Linked DNA regions of Gasterosteus aculeatus: region 2 is linked to region 1. A link is a contact called in public Hi-C data. All regions are on one chromosome and are shown on one strand. Each heading gives the region's core, a stretch centred on a gene start, on an enhancer-like site or on the middle of the called end of the contact. The rest is flanking DNA. Distances are from core to core; before and after follow the strand shown. Region 1 overlaps LOC120825718 (voltage-dependent calcium channel gamma-5 subunit). Region 2 overlaps prkcaa (protein kinase C, alpha, a).

Region 1 (6,634 bases), core at 3,264-5,763:
GGTTTAGTTTGGAACGTTTCGCTATGATCTAGAGAGGGAGGGCGTGTTTGGGGCAACGAGGGTTGTATTCAACACGTTAGTCTCTGTGCTGCTCACAGTCGCCTGTGAGCGTCACAGGTTTCTATCCAGGCTTCAGAATGACTGCACCTGTCAGGGATAAGAATATACGTCTTTTTTTAACTGGGCTATGACACACAGCTTTAGCGGAGGGTTAAAGATCTGAAAACTCCAGCATTGGTAGGCCCATGTCCGTACTGTTCATAGGAAAACCCCTGTCCTGGCTCATATCCTCCTTGAGTCTAAAGGTTGTAATGACAAGGAGGTGCCACTTAGTTACTGAAGAAATTGCACACAAAAAAGAAGGAAGAGAAGTTTGCTCCGGGAGCGACAGCTGAATCATTGGTGCATTTCTGAATGTTTTTCACTCCTTTCTTGTCCTCATGCAGAGATGATCCGTTCTGCGACACCCTTCCCTCTGGTTAGCCTCTTCTTCATGTTCATCGGTTTTGTGCTCAGTAACATCGGACACATCCGACCCCATCGCACCATCCTGGCCTTCGTTTCTGGAATCTTCTTCATCCTGTCAGGTTTGGCTTTTCCTTGGTTTGGCTTTTCCTTGGTTTGGCTTTTCCTCGCGACCTCATCAGACATTTACTTGTGAGGAATTGGATTTGTGCTGAAATAAAGCAAGTGCGAGAGGATTTTTATTTTAATGAACATAGTCCCTGCCTCCTTCAGGTCTCTCTCTGGTGGTCGGTCTGGTGTTGTACATCTCCAACATTAATGACGAAATGTTGAACAGAACCAGAACTAATGAGGCCTACTTCAGCTACAAGTACGGCTGGTCCTTTGCCTTTGCTGCCATCTCCTTCCTGCTCACTGAGGTAACTACACGAAACAAAGTGTGGATATAACTCAAGCCTTCTGACCGTTTGAAATATGTTTAATAAGCCATTAGCTTGTTTCTGCTTGACACCTGGACGACGCCTGGATGTTTGTATTGAGACAGATTTTCTCTTATAAGGGTCCCAGGCTTGTTCTTTGTCCTTGTCCAACAAGTTGGCTCTAATATTTTATTTGTATGATGTGAGGTTGTCTCTGATATTCACGGTTTACTCTGAGTGAGGAATGCATCAGAAAACGTTTTGTGTTGTAACAGATAGTCCTAAAAGACATCATGTCTTAGAATTCCTTAAGTATGATTGGTGGTTGGATGGTTCGATTTAGGCCAAGTCTTTAAATCAGCTTTTCAGTGAGGGTCTGCTATTGATTCTTGGTCATTCACTATTCGTTTGAATATTTTGTAGTCATAAAAGTGAATAGTTCAAAAGTTTGAATGTGGATTACAGTTTTTCTGTGAAGTGGATATCCTTTAGAAAACAGGAAATGTGAAGATCCACATTTGAATAAACCCACATTCAAATTTATGGGGTTTGGGATTTTGAATGATGGTCTGAGGCAGGAAACAATTTCTCATCAATCAACAACCAACAGTTCTCTAATCGCAATTATTTTTTTGGTTATGCGTTTGCTTAAAGTGACCTGGATATAACCGGATGTTTCTGGATAATAACTAGTCTCTTCTCCCCGCCAGGCTGCAGGCGTCATGTCCGTGTACCTGTTCATGAAGCGCTACACAGCAGAGGAAATGTACCGGCCCCATCAGGGCTTCTACCAGCCTCGCCTCAGCAACTGCTCAGACTACTCCGGCCAGTTCCTCCACCCTGACGCCTGGGCCGGGCGTGGTCGCAGTGCATCCGCCATCTCCTCCGAGGCCTCCGTCCAGATGAACTCCTCCAACTACCCAGCCCTCCTCAAGTGTCCAGAGTATGAACAAATGTCCTCCTCGCCGTGCTGAGGCAGAGGTGTTTCAGTGGTTGTGTTAGCACTGTGCGGGTCCTATTTATCTATCTGGATTTTGGAGTAAAATTCTCAGATAATTTAATATTATCCTGCTTAAATCGTTCCCTTCCTCGAGTGTCCTGACTTAGACCTGATTCTCTACCCTCACCGCTGCAGATTTCTTATTCATCATTTCTGCTTCTGTTTGAAACCGAACTTAAGTTGTGGGTTGGATAGTTCACTTTATTCTGAGCTTTGTTTTGTTCTCGGGGAGAAAGGAAAGGGTTTAACCAGTCTGCTGTTTTTCTCTAGTTTTAAGCAGTGGACCTACTGAAATAGTACTAGCCGAGTAGCTAGACCAGCCCAGAGCCGGAGTGAGCGTGTCTAGTATTTGCTTGTAGTGTTACTACAATCCTGATAGATTCTTGACAGGCGTACACACCACACGACTGCAGATAAGGAGCGTTTACGACTGGAGAGCAACTCTGTGCGATGGATGTCAAGTCTGCATGTTTCAGTCTGAGAGCTGAAACCCGTCAGTGAAATCACTTTGATGATGAGACTCTACGTTTAGAATGTTGAATGTCAGAGTCACAGAAACGTTCCTCTATTCAAGCATTTGATCACTGGACCAATAGTGCAGACTTTAGTTTTGGATTAAGTTTGGAACGAAAATGTTAAAGTCCCGTCTGTGTTGTTTCGCCTCCGTTGGTGCAGAAAACGGCACTAGTCATATCTTACTGTCTCCTCAGACACATGACAGCTGTTTCAGACTTCAATAGGCAGAGTTTATGAAACGCATGATGAATGTGACTTCCAACCATTCAAGCAGATTATTCCCAAGGATTCCCAAAGCAGATTTAAAAACAAACAGTTGCAGGTTGCATAGAAGCCATTAAGTCTGATGTAGTCTGGGATAACTGTAACGTTTTAACCTGATACAAAAGCTTTCTTTTTCATTTACAAACATCATATGGGGTTGAAATTCTTCTTGCGGAATTCTTTACTAGATCCTTTTAGCAGTTTACACTCAGTAGTGACGCCAAAAGACCTTTTTTTGCTTGTACTAATCATTTTAGTGTATTATTTATATATTCTAAACAGCCAAAACGCGTACAACAATACGTACATTTTTCTCATAACCCATTATTAACAAAAAACACATGACTGATTTAAATCTGTAATTCAACCAACACCGATGGGAGTAACCCTTATGTATCCATACAGTGTCTTAAGTGAATACATTCAACAAGTTTATTTAACCACAATGTCATTGATAAAATTTCAAATTTGAGAACAATAATACTATATATATTATTTGCTAAATAACAGGTGGCCAACGACAGTATTTGGACCTTAGTGTTGAAGGTTTTGATGGAGAATGTGAAAAAGTTAAGTAGTTAGGGACTACTTTGACTATTTTGATAAGGAGCCATTGTAAATGTAAAGGGGGCTGTAGGAAACACTGTAAATTGAGATTTATTTTGCATAAAGTAAAATAAATCTCTGAGTATTACCCCAAATTATGAATGCATATTTTTCTAACCCTCCCATTTTGGAGTATTCTTAGATGCTTGTTTTACAAATCTACTGCAGTCCTTGGTGTGCCAAGGAAGAAGTTGTATCCGGGTTAAGAGTTTTCCCAATTCCAGTATTGATTATATGCATTTCATGCAGCGTTCCGTGAGTAAATACAGAGCATTTTGTCTGGTGCAGCATTCTTATGTTAGTTTGTTATATTACTAAAAGTATAATTGTCAATTGTATATATTGTTGCATGGTGTGAACTTGCGTTAATGGAATGCAACATCACTGGATCTTGGTATTCCTCCTGCAGTACGTTTCACCAACAAACAGACATACAACTAATACACGCTCACTCTACTTTGGCACATATACGGTCTTTATTTGGTTCATTTTAAAAGCTGTAAATATGAAATCACTACTGCAGGTATATAAATTAATTATTTTATCATTGGACGTACCTGTAAAATGTTTTTTGTTGTTGTTTGGTAGATTAATCTGCAACTGCTGCTTTGCCTCGTATATCACATTCAAAAGGTAAGCGTTTGCATGATGTTAAGCCTAAATGTTAAGTATTTAAATGGTGTCACTGTCAAACATGAAATGTACATTTCTTTGAATTTTTACAATAAGTCAAATTTCATGTTTTAAATGTCCAATAAAATATGTATACTAAATAAAATAAAGTTTAATGGAATTTGATAAACAATAAGCTTGTTTCTTCCCAAACGACTTTATCTATAAAATGCATTAAATATATACCAATTATATACTTTGCGAAGTGTATACATTATACAGGCTACCCATGAAAATTGAATGAACGATGATCACTGAGCAGTAACAGATCACTAAAAACTCCAAAAAGGACACACCATTCCTCAATATAAAAAAGAATATAAACCAAACATAATTATATTTATCATTTGCTAAAACGACTACGGAATAAACCATGAGGAGAGGGATCCCCCCCAACATTATGTGCGTGTACACAGACATTTATTGTTGCACTATATAATCTAAACCTTATGTCCCTGTTCTGCTGTATAAGAAACAAAGCAACTACCCTTTGACATCAGCACCATCTAGTGTTTCTCCTGTGGAGACACACAGCTTCCCATGAGGAATCATTATGGAGTTATGATGACAAGTAATGAATCTATCATATACAGATAGTACCTTATATTTGAGGATTTGCAATAGGTAATATATATCTCCCTTTTCTGTGTTGTTGATTATCTCCTCCAATTAAAAAGTGTTCTACATGTATTATTTCTCTATAGTCAATAGTATCTGTAAAATAAATTCTAAAAGCAACAGTTGCCGGGACGCAAAGACGTGTGACATGTGGCCATGTGTATATAAATGAGTAAAGAAACAATAATTAGATAATATTGAGTTCATCCTGCTCACATTCATTGTGCTAATTTTGTAGGTCTGCTTCAGGGAAAGTGTCAACACTGACCCAGAGTCACCGTTGGTAAATAAATTACATTTCATTATGCAACCAGTGCACTGATATACTCTATGAAACCAAATGACTTCAATCTGGGGAAAATTATAGTCTTATAGTATTACAATGGCAAAATCCTACAACATATGGTAAATGAGTACAGCCTTACTCGACCAAGGAAGAAAGCTCATGAATAATATATGACCCCCCCCTCCTCCTCCCCACCACCACATGCACACACACAGACACATCCCTCACTTGCCTTTTCCTTCAGTATTCCCATGTCTTCCATCCTCTTTTCTCCATCTCTCTGTTTCCCTGATGGATTGTAGAAAAGGCAAATCTTTGCTCTGCCTGTTTGTAGACCGTCCCATTAATGCTGGCAGATCTCCAATACTACACTAAAATCCCAAATACAATAGTGTCATTAGGGGAGGAGCAGGCACACAACAACAAGGTACAGATCGATGTCGCTAAAATTCATTTTGTAGCTGTAACTCGAATACGGATTTACGGAAAAACCGGCAGGGACTCTTGACGGATGTTGATAGCACGCACTAAAAACACACATCTTGTTCATTCGGACCGTGATTGTTTGCACACGCCTCTTCCATTTAAAGCTGATTGTTGGTAAATTAAAGAAAATGGTCCTGGGATTGGCTTCGTCTGGCGTACACTGTGGAATAAATCATTAAAGCTCGACGGATGTAGAATAAAGAGAAGCAAACATTTACAGCTTTACTTTTAAATGTTCAGGATACATGTGGAAGATCAGATAGAGTTCTCCCCTCCCCCCCCTGCCTGTTTGGCTACACCACCTTAATTGGTGATGCCTAACAGGTGTGACCAGGTGCTCTTTAAATGGGAGCTTTTGCCCCACTAGAGCTAGAGGGGGGCTTGCTGTAGGTCTCCCACGGCATAGGCACAGCACTCGCCACGTGCGGATGGGTTTGAGCGGAATCTAGAGGTATGTCAGGGGTTTTCTGTTTCATGTTTTAATATGCTTTTTAGCAGTGAAATGTTTATTGGCGTTATTTACCTTCTTTCTTTTATACAGGAAATGATCAGGTGGTGCAACACTGAGCCTGGTCACTGCTGTTTTTGCCTTTGATTTAAAATAGATTATGGTTACCCGGTTTATATAGTATCTTTGATTATGAATTGCGAATTTGTTTTCTTTCTGGGTTAGTTTTCTTTGTTTTGTCCTACATGAACAACCATTACTGCGCCCTATACTGGGGGTCCCTTTAATGCCAGTGCAGGTGGGCATATAGTAGGCCTACAGGGGGTGGCTCACGAGGTGGAAGGCCCTTTCGGTTTATTTTGTTTGTTTGCTGTGTTTTAATTCCTTTTGATTTGCTGTGTTTTCTTCCCTTTGACCTGGTGGTGGCCCCCTTGTCCCCTTTCACTCCCCCGCCCCGGTGGGCCTCAAGTAGTCACCTTATACTGGTAGGGTACCCCAGTATAGTAATCTTTTTTAAAGCATAGATTATATCTTGCCATAAAACCGACCAATGTTTCTGGATTGATTATTCCTTTTCTTTTAAATATTAAACCTACTTGTAAATAAAAAAAACATTGTTACAAAACTGGAACTTCACCTCTCTGCTCCCCTTTCTTTTTCATTACAACTGATATACTTTGGGTGAGAGCCCCAAAGTGACGTTGTCACCCTTGTGACCAGGCGAACGGCCGCCCCGGTTACAAATTGGCGTTGCTGGCAGGACTCTTTTTATTTTTTATTTTATTATTTTTTTTTAGAGCAGAGACGTGTCCTTCTAGTTCACTTTTCTGACAGTTGCTTTATGTAGGACACCC
Region 2 (6,209 bases), core at 1,283-3,782, 45 kb before region 1:
TGCGTGTAGTACTTGTCAGACTTTGTAATGAAATGAACCCCACATACAGTATCATACACATATATATATAAATATTCTCTATTCTAAACACTCGTAAGAAACGCAAATTGAAGTTGCTTTGTAAAAAATGTACATGAATGACAGATGTAGTTTGTACTTTTTCAGATTTAGAGGATCTTAACTCTTTTTTCATTTATTGATATATGATCAATTCGTATTTTTCCATTAATTAGAAGATTTTCCTCTTAGTGGAAACCGCTCAGTGATGATCCAACATGATTTATATGAAATTATTGGTCATGATGTTCAGTGATGATCGTCACCCTAACAACTTTCGAATAATGATTCGAAAGGAAAATTGGATGAACAGTACTTGAGTTTCCATAATCGTAAGTAAATCACACATTACTTCCTCTCCAATGCCTCCCGAACACACATTTACAAACTCACACACAGTACTGTACGAGACTCTTCGAGCGGAGGCCGCTGGTGAGACACTGTTGCCTTTGACTTCATTCAATTTCTGCATTGAATTGTCCGGCCTGCTGCGAGTGAGGCAGCTCTTCTGTCCATCAGAGGTGCTTAAATTAACTAGTTAAGAATAGGAGTGTTGATAATGTCAGGGAAGCGCCCGACCTTCTCTCACCTCCCTGAATTTAGTTGTCATAGCAGCAGGTGCACAAGTACATAATATTTACCAAATAGGAGGTTTGTGTGTCAGAGTTCAACAGCTGGTCTTATAACCTGCTCACACACTCATGCTTGTCTTGGGTGTTACTACAACAAAGCTCGCTATTGACTCTCTCAAACAAATATCAAAAATATCAACCGTGATTTAAAGTTTGAGTAATCAATACATATAAATAGTTGTGCAAAATTACGCATATTCGTTAAGACAGAGATGTGAAACATTCTATTGTTTTAATTTCTAAAATCATTTTCTTTCATTTTTTTTTTTGTTTTCCATCCATCTTTGTGCATTATTGGGATTTTATTGTTTTCAATAGAAAATGTAGACAATAATTTCAGTCTTACACAGAAGACAAAATCAGTACTTATTTTTTTTAAAGATTTTTTTATGGTCGTTATATAGGAAATTATATCATATATCCCTGTTTACATTTATCAAGCATCAGATAAAAACATTTATCTTGTTTAAAAAATGTTTCATCCAATAGACACTTATTTTTGGTCCCGAGAAGTACCACTTCTCCAACTTTCTCTATTTTTAGATTCACTGGAATTAAGAACAACAAAAATACTTCACATTGGCGAATTTTTTGACCACTAGATGTCAGTATTGAATTTATAAATAATACCAGGCTCCTTATCGGGGCAATGAGCAATTGTGTGTGTGTTTAGTGTGTCTGTTTTGTGTGTGTGTGACTGTTTAGTGTGTGTGTGTGTAGGGGTGCTGTGCCTGCGTGCCATTCACGAGGCCTTCATCAGTGTACTTGCAAAGGAACATCTTATTTTTTAACATCCCTGAAATTGGGAAGTCATTGACCTGCTGGGGAACGGGTCCTCTTTTTACGGCGTTGTTGCGCCGCCGTTTTTCTAAAGTATTCCAGAAAGGAAAAAACAGTCACTGGCTCTACAGAGTCATTCATTATCATAGGTTACCTGAAGGCAGCAATAATTCTATGACACATTTCTCCTTTTGCTTTGTACTCTTCATACCGTTTCCTTGGTGGAGTACAGGTATGCTTTTCACTTGGAATAATGCACATGGTGTTTGTGGTACTGTTGAACTTAGCATTATGTTTCATTTCTAAGCTTCAAATTTCTACTTCAATTGTGTAATATATTGATCCTAGTCTCTCTTGACACAGAGTTCTGCATTCATGGAAGTTTTCTTTAAGAGGCAACACGAGGCACTAAAACCTGAAACGGGCCCACTGGGACTTGTGAAGTAAAATAAACGTTAATAGTATCTTTACTAAGGAGCTGAATTGATTGTGGAGAAATTTCCGATCCACCAATACTGAGTGACGTTGTGATCTACTTTAAATCTAATTATTCCGAAGGGTTAAAGCGCCTTTTGTGTTTAAATATGATTTCTGCATCTTTGTTTACCCGTGTGTGTGATCTGCCCTCAACTACCAGCGTGTAAAAAACACTTGTACTCAGTGAGGTCGGGCCTTCTCCCTCCCTTCTCCCTGGCTCGGCTTGGCCAGCCCCTTTCTTACCGGCTCAAGCTTACAGATGTGCTGTGATCTGGTGCGGTCTGCTCTGCTTTGCATTTGCCCTGCGGCAGACGGGGCTAGATGCCATTAACCAAACTAAAGCTGCCCTTGTTAAAGGTCTTTTAATTCAGAATAGTGTGGAGTAGTCTGGATTGGGTTTGTAATGAATCCTCCTTAATGATGCAACCCTGAAAACTCTTGTTTGGGATTAGAGTCACAGATTTTTGTCAACGTGTAGTGTAGTGAATGCTTAAATGACCTTTGGCCTACTTTCTAAGGTGAGATGACTGTACTCAAAAGGGGTTTGGCTTCCTTGCTATTCGTTCCAATTTAAACATTTCAAAAGTGAAGCGCAAGCCAAGCTCCCTGCGGCATGTGGGTGTAGATTACATCTGTGGTGTCGATGGATCTGCATGAGTTTGGATCTGTGTTTTCACCCTGGGATTGTGAATACTGGACATGGTAATCTTGGTCGTGTTCTTGTGAAGAGAGGTTCAAAATATTGGATTGTTGTTTAGCATTCGGTCTGCCATGAAGTTGTGTATTTGTACAGCGTGGTGCACTGTTCTTGTCGGAGCATCTTGCCGTACTGGGAGGTTACGCATGACGTGGGCATGAATGAAGTGAATAGAAGAGAATCTGTGTGCATTTTTGCAAGTGGACATGAAGGACTTCTCTGGAGCGGACATGCTGTACCAGAGCAAGGCCTCACTGTGGTATCTTCAGCTTCATCACTCTCACAGCCAGCTTTCAAAAGGAAAATACCGCAGGTGCTCTCTTTTCATGATTTGCCTTTAGCGTTACATGTAATCACAAAATAAAAACTGTCCTTAAACATAAATGTATTGTTTAAATGTTTTAAGACTGAGCTGCAAGTTTTTAATATGAATCACCAAAAAGATTATGTTGCTTTTACTTAATGTAACAGTTTGTCATCGTTCACACTTTTCCTTTAAACTAATAATAACCATCAGTACAGAGATTACAATTAATTCAAATAACTTGTAATACATTTTAACATGGTTTGGTGAGAGCCAATGCTGTTAATTAGTCAATAAAGGAACAACATGGTAGAAAGAAACGTCCATTTATTCTCTCGTTTGCCACAATTCAGTACACTCAAATTGTTTGTAGCCTTTATTTGTGTGTGTAAATGCTCCACAATGGCACCACAGACTTATTTCACTCTATTCATTTTAAATTCTGCTTATCAGTCAGTGCATTATGAAAATGAGTAAGCACAGTGTGAGTGTGTGAGCACACGTAATGGTGGTATTTATATATAATATCTTGTGTAAAAAGAAAACATTATTTTATCCGTTGGCCGGTGACATTCTCTCACTTGTTGTGGAACCCCCCCAAAGGAGCTCCATCCAAGTACATCATTGTTTCAGTATCTTCTACATTTTTTTCATGCAATAACTTATAAAACATCTTATGATTTCAGGAACTTGTCATCTTGTCTGAGCAACTCACTGTACCTTTTTGTTGTGTGTGTGTGTGTCACTCAAAGTCTTTTTTAAAGCTGCACATCTTATACACACCTCGCTTTGTCCCCTGAGTGCAGAAAGCCAAGCTGGGCCCTGGTAAGAAGGGGATCACAGAGGCGGACGGCAGCCAGTCCATCCAGCCGCCCTTTGTCAGCCTGAACGAAGTCAAACTCAGCGACTTCTCCTTCCTGGCCGTGCTCGGGAAAGGGAGCTTCGGGAAGGTGAGGCCTAAAATAAAAACACTCTCGTGGCCACAAAGCAAGCGAAAGCAGCGCGTAAACAGCAGGCTGAACTCGGCTGGGATCTTTTCCCAATGTCCCTCTGAAGGTCATGCTGGCGGAGATGAAGGCCACAGAAGAGCTGTATGCAATAAAGATCCTGAAGAAGGACGTGGTGATCCAGGACGATGACGTGGAATGTACCATGGTGGAGAAGAGAGTCCTGGCGCAACAGGACAAGCCCCCCTTCCTCACACAACTGCACTCGTGCTTCCAGACTGTGGTAGGTGAAATACTCCCTGACACACATCAGGAAAATGTCATTTGGGTCAGGTCAGGTCCAATTACATTACCACGGGGCTTTTGGCTGAGCGGCTTAGTCGTGAAGGGTTGTGGAGAGCAGCAGAGGGCGTGTACGACAAGTACAATGTAAACAAACAGACCCTAATTAGACGGCTGTGCTTTGTGTCTGTGTGTGTGTCTGTGTGTCTGTGTGTGTGTGTGTGTGTGTGTGTCTGTGTGTGTGTGTATGTTTGTGTGTTTATACAAAAGCATTTCTGCTGTGAGTCATCCCAAAACCAGACTACAGGACCTCAGAGCACGTACTGTATGAGTAAAGAAACATGTAATTGTACGGTAATATGTGTATTTCTAGCACACACATACCTTCACTGTTGTATGACCACAGTTCCAAGAAAAAAATGAACTAAAATATGAACCAATATCAAATGTGCACAAATATGCATGAATTTATATGAACTTCATTATTGTAACATGCTACAGAAAAGTCATTTCAGCCTCAGTCCGGTCTTGTGCATACGTATATTTAGCATAATTAGTGTTTCTAGTGTGAAGGTTAGAGACTCAAATGTCCAAGATCAGATCAGCTTTGTCAAACCTTCCGTCAGCTCTGCGGCTGTCTGAGGTGTTTTGTTTGTGTTTTGCTAGTGAGCGACTCTCAAGGCCAAACGCGTCACGGGCAGTAAGGGACCAGCGGTACCAGACAGAGAGAATGCGCCTTGACAGATGTCCGTGTTGAGTGTTTCCTTTCTCCGTGAAGCTCTTTGTCGTGGCTTTTTTAGGTCACCTTGTCGCGGAATGTGTGTTAGGAAGGATAGAATGACTCAGACAGCGAGGTTACGGTCGGCTGCAGCACTGAGTTTTATGTCTCCGTTTGGAGCACATGCAGTATATATACAAATCGTTTGTAATTTCACAGCTTTTGTTTAATGCTTATTTTCCTGCAAAACGATCCCTGCCCCTCTCCTTAAACTCTCTCTTCTATTCCCACGTGTTTGAACACAGGACCGTCTGTACTTTGTCATGGAGTACGTGAATGGCGGAGACCTCATGTACCACATCCAACAAGTTGGCAAGTTCAAGGAACCTCAGGCAGTGTAAGACTACTGTTTAGTGAATCATTTTGCTCTTTCGAATAGACTTCCTATGTTTGTTTTAGTTTGAGAAAATCATTACTTTTGTTTTTAAAAACCCTCATAGCGCTTGCAAGGTGAATAATAGAATTCCATGCTGCGTTGTTACTGAAGCAGTAAGCTCCAACAGTAATATGATCGCTCTGTAAGTAATTCTTCTTGGATCGCAACAAAGTAAGATCCTTTGCGTTTAAAGGTCTGTGGTTTATGTTTTGCAGGTTCTATGCCGCAGAGATCGCTGCTGGTCTCTTCTTCCTGCACATTAAAGGAGTCATCTACAGGTGGGTAACAATTAGTTCATGCATCAATCAATTCCGCCGCTGCGTTTAAACTAATAATCCGATAGCCGTTGATATAGAATAATTATTTTTGAGCCGTAATCTTTTTATCAGCTCTTTCTTGAGTTACTGTTTAATCACTGTAATAAACAGTGTAAAAATAGTGGTATTTAGGATTGGGATTGAGAGCCACCTTCTGAAACACATTTGAACAGCAAATTCAACATCTTCAAGGATATTTAGCCTCTTTGTGGGCCTCCCCAGGGATCTGAAGTTGGACAATGTGATGCTGGACTCGGAGGGACACATTAAAATTGCTGACTTTGGCATGTGTAAAGAGAACATGGCCGAGGGAGTGACCACACGCACCTTCTGCGGCACTCCCGACTACATAGCCCCAGAGGTAAGGCTGAGCGAGAGATGTGTGTGCGTGCTTGTTTCCTGATGCATGAGGTCGTCTCGGTCACTGTCTGGTCTGAGCCTCCGTCACCCTTGTGCTCCAGATTAAGGTTACTGCCTCGGGACGGATGAACACACTCACACGAGCGCTCTCTCATGACATAAGCATACTAGTGTGACAGACGTCTACTGCGTCCGCTGGCAA

The links. Hi-C and Micro-C count contacts between places; a contact is called where the count stands out from the background.
Region 2: a Hi-C map of skeletal muscle shows a contact between it and region 1, with 5 times the contacts expected there. The contact joins two enhancer-like sites. A contact is called at or near these places in 3 of 6 Hi-C or Micro-C datasets (skeletal muscle and tail fin).

The regions. Positions count from the first base shown.
Region 1 is chr9:10,499,555-10,506,188 of fGasAcu3.hap1.1, reverse strand. It overlaps LOC120825718 (voltage-dependent calcium channel gamma-5 subunit), which reads left to right. Exons shown (of 6, transcript XM_040187506.2): 4 at 447-587; 5 at 739-884; 6 at 1,595-4,075. The coding sequence ends at 1,858. Among protein-coding and RNA genes, the nearest start is that of LOC144383199, 10 kb to the left of the region's middle. Within about 2 kb of position 4,513, at least 1 of the 9 cell types and tissues checked has open chromatin away from gene starts, as enhancers often do.
Region 2 is chr9:10,543,489-10,549,697 of fGasAcu3.hap1.1, reverse strand. It overlaps prkcaa (protein kinase C, alpha, a), which reads left to right. Exons shown (of 17, transcript XM_040186977.2): 9 at 3,754-3,897; 10 at 4,004-4,177; 11 at 5,200-5,291; 12 at 5,546-5,608; 13 at 5,870-6,008. Among protein-coding and RNA genes, the nearest start is that of LOC120825718, 28 kb to the right of the region's middle. Within about 2 kb of position 2,532, at least 2 of the 9 cell types and tissues checked have open chromatin away from gene starts, as enhancers often do.